Linked DNA regions of Mus musculus: region 2 is linked to region 1. Evidence: chromatin contacts called from public HiChIP or PLAC-seq data. All regions are on one chromosome and are shown on one strand. The core of a region is the stretch at or near the end of the contact, and the rest is flanking DNA. Distances in the headings are between cores, read along the strand shown.

The links. HiChIP or PLAC-seq counts read pairs in DNA pulled down with a chosen protein or histone mark.
Region 2: an HNF4G HiChIP or PLAC-seq map of pancreatic cancer cells shows a contact between it and region 1. The contact joins two enhancer-like sites. A contact is called at or near these places in 1 of 15 datasets of contacts at CTCF or cohesin (the NIH/3T3 cell line), 3 of 484 Hi-C or Micro-C datasets (brain, pre-B cells and pre-megakaryocyte-erythroid progenitors), 2 of 115 datasets of contacts at active chromatin or transcription factors (embryonic stem cells and pancreatic cancer cells) and 3 of 9 other capture datasets (adipose tissue, liver and pancreatic islet).

Annotation. Positions count from the first base shown.
Region 1 is chr6:113,095,290-113,101,787 of GRCm38.p6, reverse strand. The region is part of intron 1 of Setd5 (SET domain containing 5); the gene reads right to left. Among named protein-coding and RNA genes, the nearest start is that of Setd5, 21 kb to the right of the region's middle. Within about 2 kb of position 1,982, at least 266 of the 459 cell types and tissues checked have an H3K27ac peak or open chromatin away from gene starts, as enhancers often do. A contact at or near this core is called in the NIH/3T3 cell line, adipose tissue, brain and 1 more, where this site is marked.
Region 2 is chr6:113,165,871-113,172,244 of GRCm38.p6, reverse strand. Lhfpl4 (lipoma HMGIC fusion partner-like protein 4) reads left to right here. Exons shown (of 4, transcript NM_177763.3): 4 at 287-4,158. The coding sequence ends at 387. Among named protein-coding and RNA genes, the nearest start is that of Lhfpl4, 26 kb to the left of the region's middle. Within about 2 kb of position 5,109, at least 144 of the 459 cell types and tissues checked have an H3K27ac peak or open chromatin away from gene starts, as enhancers often do. A contact at or near this core is called in the NIH/3T3 cell line, adipose tissue, brain and 1 more, where this site is marked.

The sequences.
Region 1 (6,498 bases), core at 733-3,232:
TCAGCTCCCATCAAGCTATAATTATAGATGGTTGTGGGTACTGGGAATTAAACTTAGATTTTCTGGAAGAACAGCCAGGGCTCTTAACTGCTGGGTTATCTCTCAAGCCCCAATGATGAGGTTTCCTAATTCAAATTCTGATACACGAAACTCTCTTTATATGGTTCCTTCACTGAAAAATGATGTAAAATATAGCTATTTAAATGATAAAGAACTTTTACTAGATTATCCATATACAATCTTTTATTATAATATCTCATGTAAGAAAACATTTACTCTGGTTTATCAAGCTAAATTTTAGCTAGAGTAACTATTAATTTAATCTCCTAATTTGGAGATGTGTAAGAACTGTGTCTAGACAAAAATAATTTCAAAATATAATTTATTCCATTACTTAAACTCTTATCACCAGAACACAAATTATGGCAGGGATTAAAAAACAAAACTTTTTTTTTAAACCACTGCTGTAGTTCCAATGATTAAATACTATGCCTGACATATCAAGAGGAATCAAGAAATGTTTACTGAGTGATCCCATCATAGTAACCAAGTTCAACATTTACTAAAATTCAAAATATAACAAATGAAAAGGATTTGGGGCAGTCACCTTTGAGGTCCCCCAATTATCTGCGAGTAGCTCTGAAACCCTAGAAAAGGCTGAGACACAGTTTAATATATGAAGAAACATTGATGTGCTCAAAAAGTGGAACACTACAGATTAATAATTTTATTTCTGTATTACTTGTTACTTTCCATTTACATCTAACACAAAATAACTAAGGGAGGGAAGGAAATGGCCTTGGTTTCCAAGGTGATGAGATACTGCCCTTCTCTTCCCTTCTATCAAAACTGTTCCCCTCAGGATTCTCAAGTTTTTCTTGTCTTTCCATGGGGGTTCCAAACTCAGTAACTTTTACATTTCTGTTTTGTTTTGTTTGTTTTTAAGCAATTGCTATAGCCCACATCAGACTTAAACTTGTATCCTCCTTGGCTGACCCTCCCAAGTGCTATTATTGGCACACACCACCACATGGGGCACAGACCTCTTTTCATCAAATACCAGATTTACTTTGGATACAGGCCTAGCAAAACATATTAAATGATGACTCCTTTCTTTTCCCCATTCCATTCCTTATAAAAACTGGGGGCAGGGGGAATCGGTTCTACCTGGGGTCAATTCCATCAACTTACTATATCCCCAAAAGGAAAGGAAAATAGAGAACCTATTAAATTTGGGGAAAGAGAATGAAGAAAGGGAAGAGTAGGTGATCAGAATTTCTTAAATTCATGTTTTTATTTCACAAAGTCAAATATAGTACTGACCAAAATGAGCTCTCAATATCCAAAATAATAACAGGTCATAAACATGGAAGAAAGCTGTTCACAAGTCACCATCCATTAGAAGGCATGCCCTTTACATTTATGTGTGTGGGTGTGGGCGTGCGCATGTTTCCAATTTTTAAAAATCTGGAAAACAAAGTAATCTTTAGAAAAATATTTTCAAAAGTATATTCACAATTTTGAAGTGAAAAAAAAAAAGGTTTGAAGGTGACAGTAAAAAGAAGAAATAAAATAGTCAAGTATTCAGCAGCAGCAAGTAAGAGGAAGGACAGAGGCAAAGTAAAAATATAGTTTCACTCTGCCATCAATTATCAACCCACCAGATCTACAAAATACCGGATCCACTAACAAACCCAGCCTGTCTTCCAATACTGAGCACTCTTTTGAGAGTTACCATTTATATGTAGTTTCTAGACTTTTAAGATTTCAGAAGAAATGTATCAGACAGGTGAGGCGGAAGCAGCTGGGAGACAAGAGACCAGTAAACAGTCAACCCAATGAAAGAAACGCACAAGTCAGCTTTAGCAATCCTGTGAAGAGGACTGGCAGGAAGAAGAGTGCAGCTTTAGAAAGAGAACAGGCCTCGTATGCTTCAGACAGTCTTTGTACTGAGGCTGTGGACCTTGGCCACTCTCCCAGAGATGATGCAATCCTGATGAACAAGATCTGCTGCCAGACAAGCGATTGTTAGCAGCCTTTGCAGACAGCAACTCAGCCAAGAAGCAATCTCTGAGCAGCTCCCCATAAGCCACCAGAATGTCAAATTTCTTCCATTTCAGTCTCTGATAAAATAAAGGGAATATCCCTACCCCACGCATCCCAAGCCCTTTTCTTAGAGAGCCCTTTGTCTTCCCTGCTTTCCTTTAACTGTGTTTAAAGTCTCCACCACTCATAATTATATTTCAAATGAAACACCAAAAATATTTTTACTCTGATGAGCAGAATTCTCTAAACATATTAACGATAAGGCCTTTACAGTAAAAATTTATACTAATTTTCCTCAGTTTCCCAAGAAAAACCTGGGACACAATAGTTTCTTGTATAAAAACTGTTATGAAATCTGATACTCAATTATGACTCACAAAAATAAAGATAAATATTTAGACTAATCTAGGGTCAGAGAGGTATATTTTGAATTCTGAAATTACATGGAACTCAGTACATAAAACAATGTCATCTAGGAGAGAAAAAAGAAAATCTACTCTAGCTTAGGTCAAGATAAACATTAACAAAGTGTCTTTACAATGTTAGGTACAACGCCTCCTTTTCTAGGGGCAGCATGACTTCAGATCTTACTAGAGTTAATGATTATAATCCATTTACTTAGACTCCAGCTTAAATATACATTCAATTTAAAAATCTTCCCTAGAATTGTCATCATAGGCCCAATTTCTTTTCAGTTTAGGTACTGGGTTTTTCATATACAATATTGTTTCTCACCTTGTTAAAGACTTAGGTTAGGGAACTTCAACTACAGGAAGCCTCAAACCAAATTTCTTTTTAAAACCACCATCCTTAAACTGGGACACAATTCAAGATTCAGGTTTCTTACACATATATATTACTGAAAGCATTATGTTCAACCCTGTATTTAGATAATGGAAATTAACACATATAGCACAGCTCTGAAAATTCTTTAGTAGGCTAATGAGTAACTGAATTAAGAGAGAAAATTTGTACAAAGAGATAATTTGGTAGGGTACTTGCCTGGCACCACAAAGCCCTGAGTTTTCTTAGCCTTGCACAAATTTGGCATGGTGTTATGAGGCTATCTATAATCCTAGGACTTTGGAGGTACAGGTAGAATTATCAGAATTCCAGGTTATTCTGGGTTACATATAGCAAATTTTGGGCAAATTTGGGATATGTGAGCCCTGTCTTAAAAAACAAAACAAAACAAAAACCCTTCAAAAAAATTGCAAAGGGGTTGGGGGAAAAATTGCAATTTTATGATTGGATCTTTCCGTCTGCATGTGAGTTGAATTTTCTCTTAAATCAGTTTTTCTTATGACTATAAAATTTAAAAGGGGGGATTGAGAGAGTAGGGCTGGGAGGAGAAGAGGGGAGGAAAAATAAATTAATGAAAAACTTTTTTTTTTTTTTTTAACAAAGTGGGAACTCTTATGAGGACTTTAAAATGATAAAGTCTTGCAGGGCGTGGTGGCACAGGCCTTTAATCCCAGCACTCCAGAGGCAGAGGCAGGCAGATCTCTGAGTTCGAGGCCACCCTGGTCTACAAAGTGAGTTCCAGGACAGTCAGGGCTACACAGGGAAAACGTGTCTTGAAAAAACAACAACAAAAACAAGAAAGAAAGAAAGAAAGAAAGAAAGAAAGAAAGAAAGAAAGAAAGAAAGAAAGAAAGAACGAAAAAGAAAAAAATATGTAGTTTCACTTTCCCATCAATGAACAACCTACCAGATCTACAGAATACTGGATCCACTAGCAAACCCAGCTTGTCCTGCTTTACTCCTTTTTATTTTCTTTTGATTTTTCAAGACGGTTTTTCTGTGTAGCCCCGGCTGTCCTGGAACTCACTTTGTAGGCCAGGCTGGCCTTGAATTGAGTAATCTGCCTGTCTCCGCCTCCCAAGTGCTGGAATTAAAGGCGTGCTCCACCACGGCTTTACTCCTCCTTTTACTACACACACACACACACACACACACACACACACACACACACACCAGTTCAAAATGTGGGTTTTTAATGCATACAATCAGCTTTCTGCAGAACTCATGTACCATCTGAATTATATGCTTATCCATTTCTAGCCAAAACCCAACTATCCCAAGGGAAAAAAAACTAGCAGTACTACTTTTTTTTGCTTTGGGAGAAAAGGATATTAGGAAAAATGATTACATAAGGAGCTAGAAATTTTGTGATATAGCCCACAATTTAGCTCAATGACTCCAGAAACATTGTATTACACAGATGACTTTTTTTTTTTTTGGTTGTTTTAGATGACTTCTAAATGTATCAATATAAAATAGTTATTTTCTTTTTTCCTGCTTCATATTTTCTGTGAATCCTCAACTTGCTTGGCAATTTATGTCTCAAGTAGGTACAACAGAAAGAATACTGTCCCGCTCTAAGAAACACATGGAGAAGAATCTGCAGTAGGATATTTATGAAGCTTGTAGAATTAGAAGAATCTACAAAGAAAGAAGTGCCACACTAATAACTTGAATGTGGCTAAAAATAGCTTCCGCCTTTCCACACCCAAAAAGTATAGGAAGAGGAAATGGGAAAAATATGACAAAGAAGTAAAAAACCCCACAATAAAACCCAAACAAAAACCCAAAAGATATAGGCTGGGTGTGGTGGTAAAAGCCTTTAGTCTCAGTCCTAGAAAGGCAATCCCTGTGAGTTCCAGGTCAAGGTGGGCACACAGTGAGACCGTCTCAAAATAAAAACCAACAAACCAAACAGTAAAAGGGAGAGAAAGGATAAATACTACAGGAGTATTTATAAATATTCAGAGATCTGGTGAGAAGCTCACCTAATTTACACAATAGTAAATTGGGCTTAACTGTGAAGATAGTGAATACAGGAAATAGATCCAGGAGTTGTAGAAAAAAGAAAGAAAGAGAAACAGATTGGCATAATCTGAAATATGTGACTTAACAATTCAAGCCAAGATAAAATTTCCTTTTCTTCTAACTCTTGTTTATCCTTTGGTTTCTTAAAATTTACATTCTCTCTAGGGGATTCTGGAACTGGTAAAATGTCTGTAAAGCTTCGCTTACTATGAAGCAATTTTAAGACCAATTAAAAAGAAAGTCCTACTTATAATGGCTATGATAGAGGTCAAGGCGTACATTTACCTTTCCTAGATAGTTATTTACATGTACTAGGAGGCATACCTCATAATTGTACTGGCTTAAATAAATTCAACTTCATAAAAATAGTTTTAGGACTTAGAAGATGGTTTTTAAAAACCTCTGTGTGAACACACAAGTATGCAGGTCAGAGGAAGACTGATACCTGAAGTTATCAGGCGATTCTGGTGACTTTCCTGTCTGGACTCTCTTACAGGCTGGAATAACAGACCTGTACAGTTTTGCATGGGTTTACTCAAACCCAGCTCTCATGCTTGTGAGGCAAGTACTTTTAATCACTGAGACATCGCCAAACCTTGATTATTTTACAGACAAAAACATAATTAGAAAAAGATTAACTCAGGGAACTGAAGGTATAGCTGAGTGGTAGAGTGCTTGCCTAGCATTCAATAAGCTCTGGGTTGTATGAGTAACAATGAAAGGGGGAATTTACTCACAAGAAAGTCACAAATACAGCAGATTTCAAAAGAAAATTAAGATTTTAACACGTAGCTTTTATTTATTAAACTAATTACGTTGGGTAGCAATATCTAAATTAAAAGTGTGTTTATTAACAAGTCCAGAATCTTCCAGCTCTCTGGGGGAATTTATATTATGTAGCTTTACCTTGAGTTTTATATATGCAGATTTCCCACTTCTCCCTTTATCAATGACAACAAACAATTACTATGAACATAAAAGCTATCTGAAGGTGTGTCTTCCATCTTAGGTACTCTGTAGGCTGATTTCAAACTCCAATTCACCTGCCTCTACCTCCTGCATGCTAATAATAGGGATGTACCAAAACACCTAGAGTTTTATATGGTGATAGGAATCAAGTCTAGAGCTGTTTGCATGGTAGGCAAGCACTTTTACCAACTAAGCCACATTATCAGCCCTGAAGCCGCCTTCTTCTTCTTTTTTTTTTTTTTGAGACACTTGGTCTCACTATATTGTTCTGGCTGGCCTAGAACTCCTCAAACTTAAAAGATCCTGCCTCCTCCACCCAAATGCTGGATTTAGGATGTGGAATCATCACCTCACCCTGTCCTTGAATATGTTTAACTCTTTAGGTTTACTCATGTGACAAGAATTACATGTTGACAACCACTTACAAGAAAAACAAAAATCATACCAAACCAAAAATACCTCTTAACTATGTTTCTTCCTATAACTGAGTCAAATTCTGAAGGGAAAGTAACCCTCCTGTCTGCTTAAAAGCCAATCCACTGCATTGTTTACCAGGGGAGTTTCTTGTGTAAGTAGCTTGTTGTTTAGAAAACACAAACTTTTTCTTACCGTAATAAAGGAAAATATGATAGAAGATTTCTCAAATGACAG
Region 2 (6,374 bases), core at 3,860-6,359, 67 kb before region 1:
GACACTGTAGGCCAGTTCCAAGTCAAAGGCATTTGCTATGACCTTTCAGAATGGCCCTGTGGAGTGGGAGAGGGTCTTTATTTCACACATGACAGCTAATGGGTTACATGGTGTGCTTAAGGCTGACCTGTCATTCAAGGACTTGGTTCTAGTCACTTCTGGCCATTTGTGTCTTGGGGAGTGGCTGAGGGGGCAGCTGGGACCTCACAGGCTCTAACATTCTCCCTCTTCCTCTCCCTCCCCTTCCCCCTCTCTCTTTCTCCCCTCCCCTCCCTTCCTCCCACAGATTTCGTGGGCACTACAGTAAGTTCCGTGCTGCGGCCAGGAGGTGATGTGTCTGGCTGGGGAGTCCTACCATGCCCTGTTGCTCACACACAGGGACCCTGAAAGCCGGGATTTTATAGCCCAGGAGTTGGCCTGACCTCAGCATATCCCGTCTGCTGCCCTCTCATTCCTGCGTTCAAGCTCCAGACCCAAATCTTGAACTGGCTGCACACGGACCTCCTCCGGGCTCTGAAGAGAGGCAGGGGCTAGGTGGCAGCCTGGCAAGAAGGCAGAGCCCTTGAGATCCTGAGTCTGGCCCCGCCTCCATTGGACCTAGTGGAGCCTGGGCCTCCCTCTTTGGTCCCTCGGTTTCCTTCTCTCCTGTGTAGACTAGCTGGAGGTCCCTGGGGATCCCCAGGGAAAGGACGCTCTGCCGCGCAATCTCCTTGGACCCCTTCAGTGTGCAGGGCTGCCTGCTGCGTCCTTGCCTGCCGGTCCTGATCGCCTAAAGAGACTTACTCAACACACTGCCCCAGGAGGGCCAGACTCTTTCCTACTTTATTTTTATTCGCTGATGATGGTCCCACCACATCTGCCACAAAGCTCCAGGTGCCACCAGCCCCCCAACGGGGCCTCCTCTGCCTCCCTCATTCAAGCCTGCACCCAGCTCTCAAAAGAATCTGAGCCGTGCTGAGGGGGAAAGGATAGGGTCTTCCTTCCTGCTGCTGGTAGTCCTTCATCACCTCAGAGTCTGAGGGGGAGACACGGGCTCTGGAGGCTGTGGGAGGAGGAAGCTAGTTCCAGCCTGAGGCTGGCCTGGCCTCTTCCCTACTGGGATATCTCACTGGTGACTGGCCCCTCGAGCCTGGCCTGTTTTGTACAGCATAGACTTCTCAGGCCCATTGTCAGGGTTGGTGGCTGTGGAGAGGGGGCACAGAGGTGGGGACTTAGGGGTTACCCCTCTCCTTCTCATGCTTCCTACACCCTGGACATCTGCCAAGGGCAGAGACTGTCTTGCGTCTTTGATACTTTTCTGCCTAACTTGAACTTGCAGGTCACCTCTGAACAGGGTACCCTTGTCCCCACCCCAGGCCCTGTTACCCTGTCCCTGCCTCTTTCTCCTCTTTGCCCACTTCTCGCCTTGCGATAAGCCCAGGGTCTGCAACCTCATGGGCAGTGCTTGGAGCTGAGGTAGGTGTGTGTGCATGAGTGTGTGCGTGTATGTGTGTGTATGTGTGTGTATGCGTGTGTATGCGTGAGTATGTGTGTGCGTGTATGTGTGTATGTGTGTGTTTGTGTGTGTGTGCGTGTGTGTATGTGTGTATGTGTGTGTGTGTGTGTGTGTGCGTGTGTATGTGTGTGCATGTATGTATGTATGTGTGTGTTTGTGTGTGCGTGTGTGTGTGTGTGTGTGTGTGTGTGTGTGTGCGTGTGTTAGGAAAGGGCAGATGAGAAGATCTCTCTTCTCCTGCAGTGGGGGGCCCCTCCCTCCCCCTTAGCAGAGAGAAAAACGAGGGAGATTCCAGGTGGTTTTTTGTTGTTGTTGTTGTTGTTGTTTTGTTTTTTATTTTGTTGTAGTTTTTGACCATCTTTGGCTACCTTATGGATCTGGTGGCAGAGCCATCTAATCATAGAAAAGCCTCCAGTTTCCAGTGGAGGGGTGGCAGACGAACGTCATCAAACATAATGTCTCCGAGGACACGGCCTGCTGCCTGGTCCTTGTGTCGAGGAATGTGTGCCTCCTATAGGCTGTCCAGGAGGCGTCTCACTTCCCTGTGTTACATTGGCCTCAGCCAGAGAGGAAGAACGGCTAGTCTATGAGTTTGCTGTCCTTGTGTTCATTTTCAGAGGACTTGGAGCTGAGTTAGGATTCCTGAGCCAGGCCCATGACCCAAGGCTGCCCCAGCAGGACCCTACCTGGAATCTGATGCTGGTTCCTGGCAGAATTCCTGACACTTGGAACGTTCCAGATCCCATCTCCACATTTTCTCCTCTCTCCTCCAGGGTAGACACCTCCTCCTGAGCTTTGGCCACTGCCCTTGTCTTCCCCAGCTCTTGTCCCAACCTGGTCCCTCCCTGGAGCCAGAGTGCTGGAGTCATCTTCAGCAGGTAGCCAGGAGACTGGGAATGGACAGGGAGGGTGGGGGAGCCTTGTCAGAAGGAGAAGGGAGCAGGAAGTCAGATCCTCAGCTTCAAACCAGAGGGGAGGGTCCAGGTAGTGGCGAGAGGGGCAGGAGTGGGTGACTGACTGAGAAGCGGGCAGGAGCAAAGCCGGCGAAGTAAAGATGAGGCAGGAGACAGGCGACAGGCATGGAAAGGGAGGAATGGAGAGAATGGAGAGAGAGAGAGAGAGAGAGAGAGAGAGAGAGAGAGAGAGAGAGAGAGAGAGAGAGAGAGAGATCTGGAGAGGCACACACAACGATGGAGAAGTGAAGAACTAGAATGGGTTTTCCATGGATGGGCAGCAGATGAAGAAACCTGGGAGGTGGGAAATGGAGGGGTAATTCACAGGGAGCAAGAACAAAATGTAGAGAAGAAAGAAGATAGTGGGTATGTGTGTGAAGAGGAAACGCTAGGGATTGAGGAGGGCAGCCATGTGTGTGCTTGGAGAGCCTGTTTTCCTAAGAACACTTGCTGCCCAGGGGGTCCCTTGTGCTTTGGCAGACAGGATAGAATTGACTTCTTGGTGTCTGCGGTAGCTCTGATCCTTTGGAGAGAACTGTGTGTGTACAAGGGACCGAGCAGGCCAGGCTGTGTTAGATAGAGGTGGGCTAATGACAGAGAGGAAGGGCATGAGTTCCCTCTGAGGAGTCGTCTACCAGTGTTCTTGCCACTCTCCAGCCAACCAGCTGCTGCCCAGCGGTGCAGTGTGGAGTTTCAGGCTGGCAGGCTGAGGTCTGCAGTCTGCAGGAGCCCCAGGGTATCGCGGGGAAAGAAGAGAGGGAGCAATGGGAACCAAAATGTGGTCTTGAAGGCTTAGAAGAGTTAGGGACAAAGAAAATGGATGTTTCGGCCAAGAACTCAGGTGAGGCTCTAACTGACCTCCTGGCAGTTGACGTAGGACAGTTAGGGCGGGGAGCTGGTGTTAGCCTTTGGGGAAGGATAGGATATGGACATCAACATCTCTGTTTCTGATCACTAACCAAGAGCTTCCCGTTGTTGGGTCCCTGAAAATCCTCAGCTATTTGTGACTGGATGGAGAGGCTGGTGTTTGGTGTTAGCGGATTTCTTTGCTCTTGACAGAGAGGGGAGAGGAGAAAGCAGTTATAGCTTCAATGGGGTCCAGCCTCTGCTCCAGAGCACTGTTTAGACTAGTCCTTGGGGTTGAGGGAAGTAGAACACTGCCCTCTAAGGACCAGAGCTATGGAGGAAAGCTGTTCCAAGGGCCTGAGGATGTGGGGAATATTAACATCCTTCTGGGGCCTGCAAGAGCCAAGATGGCAGCTTGCAGATGGCGCTTGGGAGGACGGGGAAGCTTCTACAAGTTGAGTCCCTCTTGAGCACAGAGGGACTAGTCCTTCTCCAGCCTCTGGTATGAACCAAAAAAGGGAAACCCTCTTGGAAGGGCTGGATTCCTTCTAGCATGAGAGGCTTCTGGGGGCCCTTGTCTGGCTCAGAGCTAGCTTTTGGGTGGGACAGGAGGTATTCCTGAGAAGAGAGCAGGAGCCACCAGCCATCCCAGGACTCTGACTGGCAGTCCTCCAAGGACCTGTGCTGTGTGTTAGGGTAGCTTGGTGTTGTCTGTGCCCCACTAGTAAGTTCTGTCTGAATGTGTCTTAGATGTTCACTGTCCAATTTGGTAACATTTCTTTTGGTCCCGCCCCCTTCTGCTGCTGGATTTATGCTTCAGTGCAGGTGGAATGGTGTTCAAATAAAGACACAATTTATATCACCCATGCTGGCTGCTGCTTCTGACTCCTGACCCAGGGCCTCATGGGTGGGATACAGCCCAACCCTCCATTCATATCAATGGCTGTATATTCATGGAGTGCTAATGTTCAGTGTGACTTAATGACAGTTTCTTTTACCACAGCTTTAAAAAAAACAAAACAAAACCAACTTTGGTAATACATACCTGTGATCTCAGAACTCAGAAGACGGAAGCAGAAGGATTATAAATTCATGGCCATACTAGACTACATGAAGAGATCTAGTCTCAAGAAAGAAAAAAATGTCTGGGTATTTCTATAGCATGACCATGGCCCACGTTGGGAGCAGGAGCCCGGGTCCTGTCTGCATGTCCCCTGTAGCCATCACCTTTCCACAAGCATCGCTCACAGACGTGGGGTTGGCATTGGAGGGATGGCCCAGCAGCGACAGGCAAGGGCTTCTCTTCTAGAGGACTGGGCTCAATTCTCAGAATCCAGGAGCATCTGTAATTCTCGTTCCAGGAGACCTGCTACACCAGGCATGCATGTGATTGTAGTACGTGCATACATGCAGATAAAATGCCCTTACACATAAAATACAAATTTAAAAAAGGGGGGGCAGTCATGATGGCACAGGCCTTTAATTCCAATACTTAGGAGGCAGGGGCATGTGAATTTCTGTGAGTTTGGCACTAGCTTGATTTATATATCCAGTTCCAGACTAGCCAGGGCTACATAGGGAGATTATGGAGAGACGGGGGGGGGGGGGGGAGGGAGAGAGAGAGAAACCCAATAAATTAATAAATTAATAAAAATTTAAAAAGTATCTCATAGCTTAGGTTAGCTGCTGGTGTTCCAGTCATTTGATCTATGAGCCACTTGAAGCTGCCTGGAAATGCCACAGAACTGAGTCACCTGGCACATGTAACTGAAAGAGGCTAGAAACATTAACTGGGCACGTTGCCAACGCAAATGAAACCGGGGTTCTGTGACACGGCAAAAGGAGACAGCAGCAGCGGCACTCTGGATACTCCCTCTGGCACAGTCTTGATTCTGCATGCGGTATTCTGACCACAGTAACAGTGCTCCACTCTTTTGTGAGGACTCGGGGAAGCCAGGATACCTCTTTCTAGAGCACTTACCCAAAGGGAAGAAAATAAAAATCCACACTGAAGAGATGAGAATTCCGACATTCACCGCATTCCAGGGCGTGGTCAGGTGGTTGGGGGCACGTGTGTGAGCTGCCCATGTGGACCACATACTGCACACAATGACTTGTTCTAAAAGTGCGTCTGGATGTGGAGATGAGCATGTCAGAACATGGCAGGCTCTGCTGAATGCCAGCTTCTTGTGGGTGCTCTTAGGGGCGGTACCTAACATGGCTTCTGGTGGAATGCGCGTATGCGGAGGAAATCTTACTGTGTGGGAGCGAGAGACAGGCAGGCCACAGTGGAAGAGAAAGCAGCTTGAGTGACAGGTGGGTGGATTATATCCCCGGGAGACTGAAAGCAGCTAGGACAGGTGAAGCAGGAAATGTGAGGTGCGGAGGGGTCAGAGACAAGCCTGGGGGTCAACAAGGGTCTGAAAGAGCTCAGAGTTAAGAGTGGTGGAAGATTCCTTAATTATTTGGAGGTGGGTAGACCAGGGTCTACCTGTGTATCCCTGGCTGGCCTGGAGCTCACTGTGTGGACCAGGCTGACCGAGGACACTGTTTGCTTCTGCCTCCCGAGTACAGAAGTTAAAGGCGTACACCACCACCCATGGCAGGAGTTGTTTGTTTTTGAGACAGGGTCCTGGTGTGTATCCCTGGGTAGATTGAACTCAAAGCAACCTTCCGCATCAGCTGGTAAGGGCTGGGATTACAGGTGAATGCCACTGTGTCAGTTACATTTCTCTCACAGTCATAAACCAGTGTGACCAAGGCAACTTAGAGAAGAGTTTATTGGGGGCTTCTGGCTCCAGAAGGTTAGAGTACATGATGTCAGAGCAGAGCAGGTGGCAGGAACCTGGAGCAGTTTCAAAGAGCTTGGACACAGAACACACTAGGAGTGACTTGATGTCTTGGAAATCTTTAAACCCTACCTCCAGTGACATCCTCTGTCATGGAGGCCAACCTCCTAATCATTTCCAAACAGCCTCCAAACCGGGACCAAGTATTCAAGTACCAAAGCCTTATAGGGAACACCACACTCAAACCACCGCAGCTCCCAGGTCTAGTTCACAGAAGTATTTTACACAGGG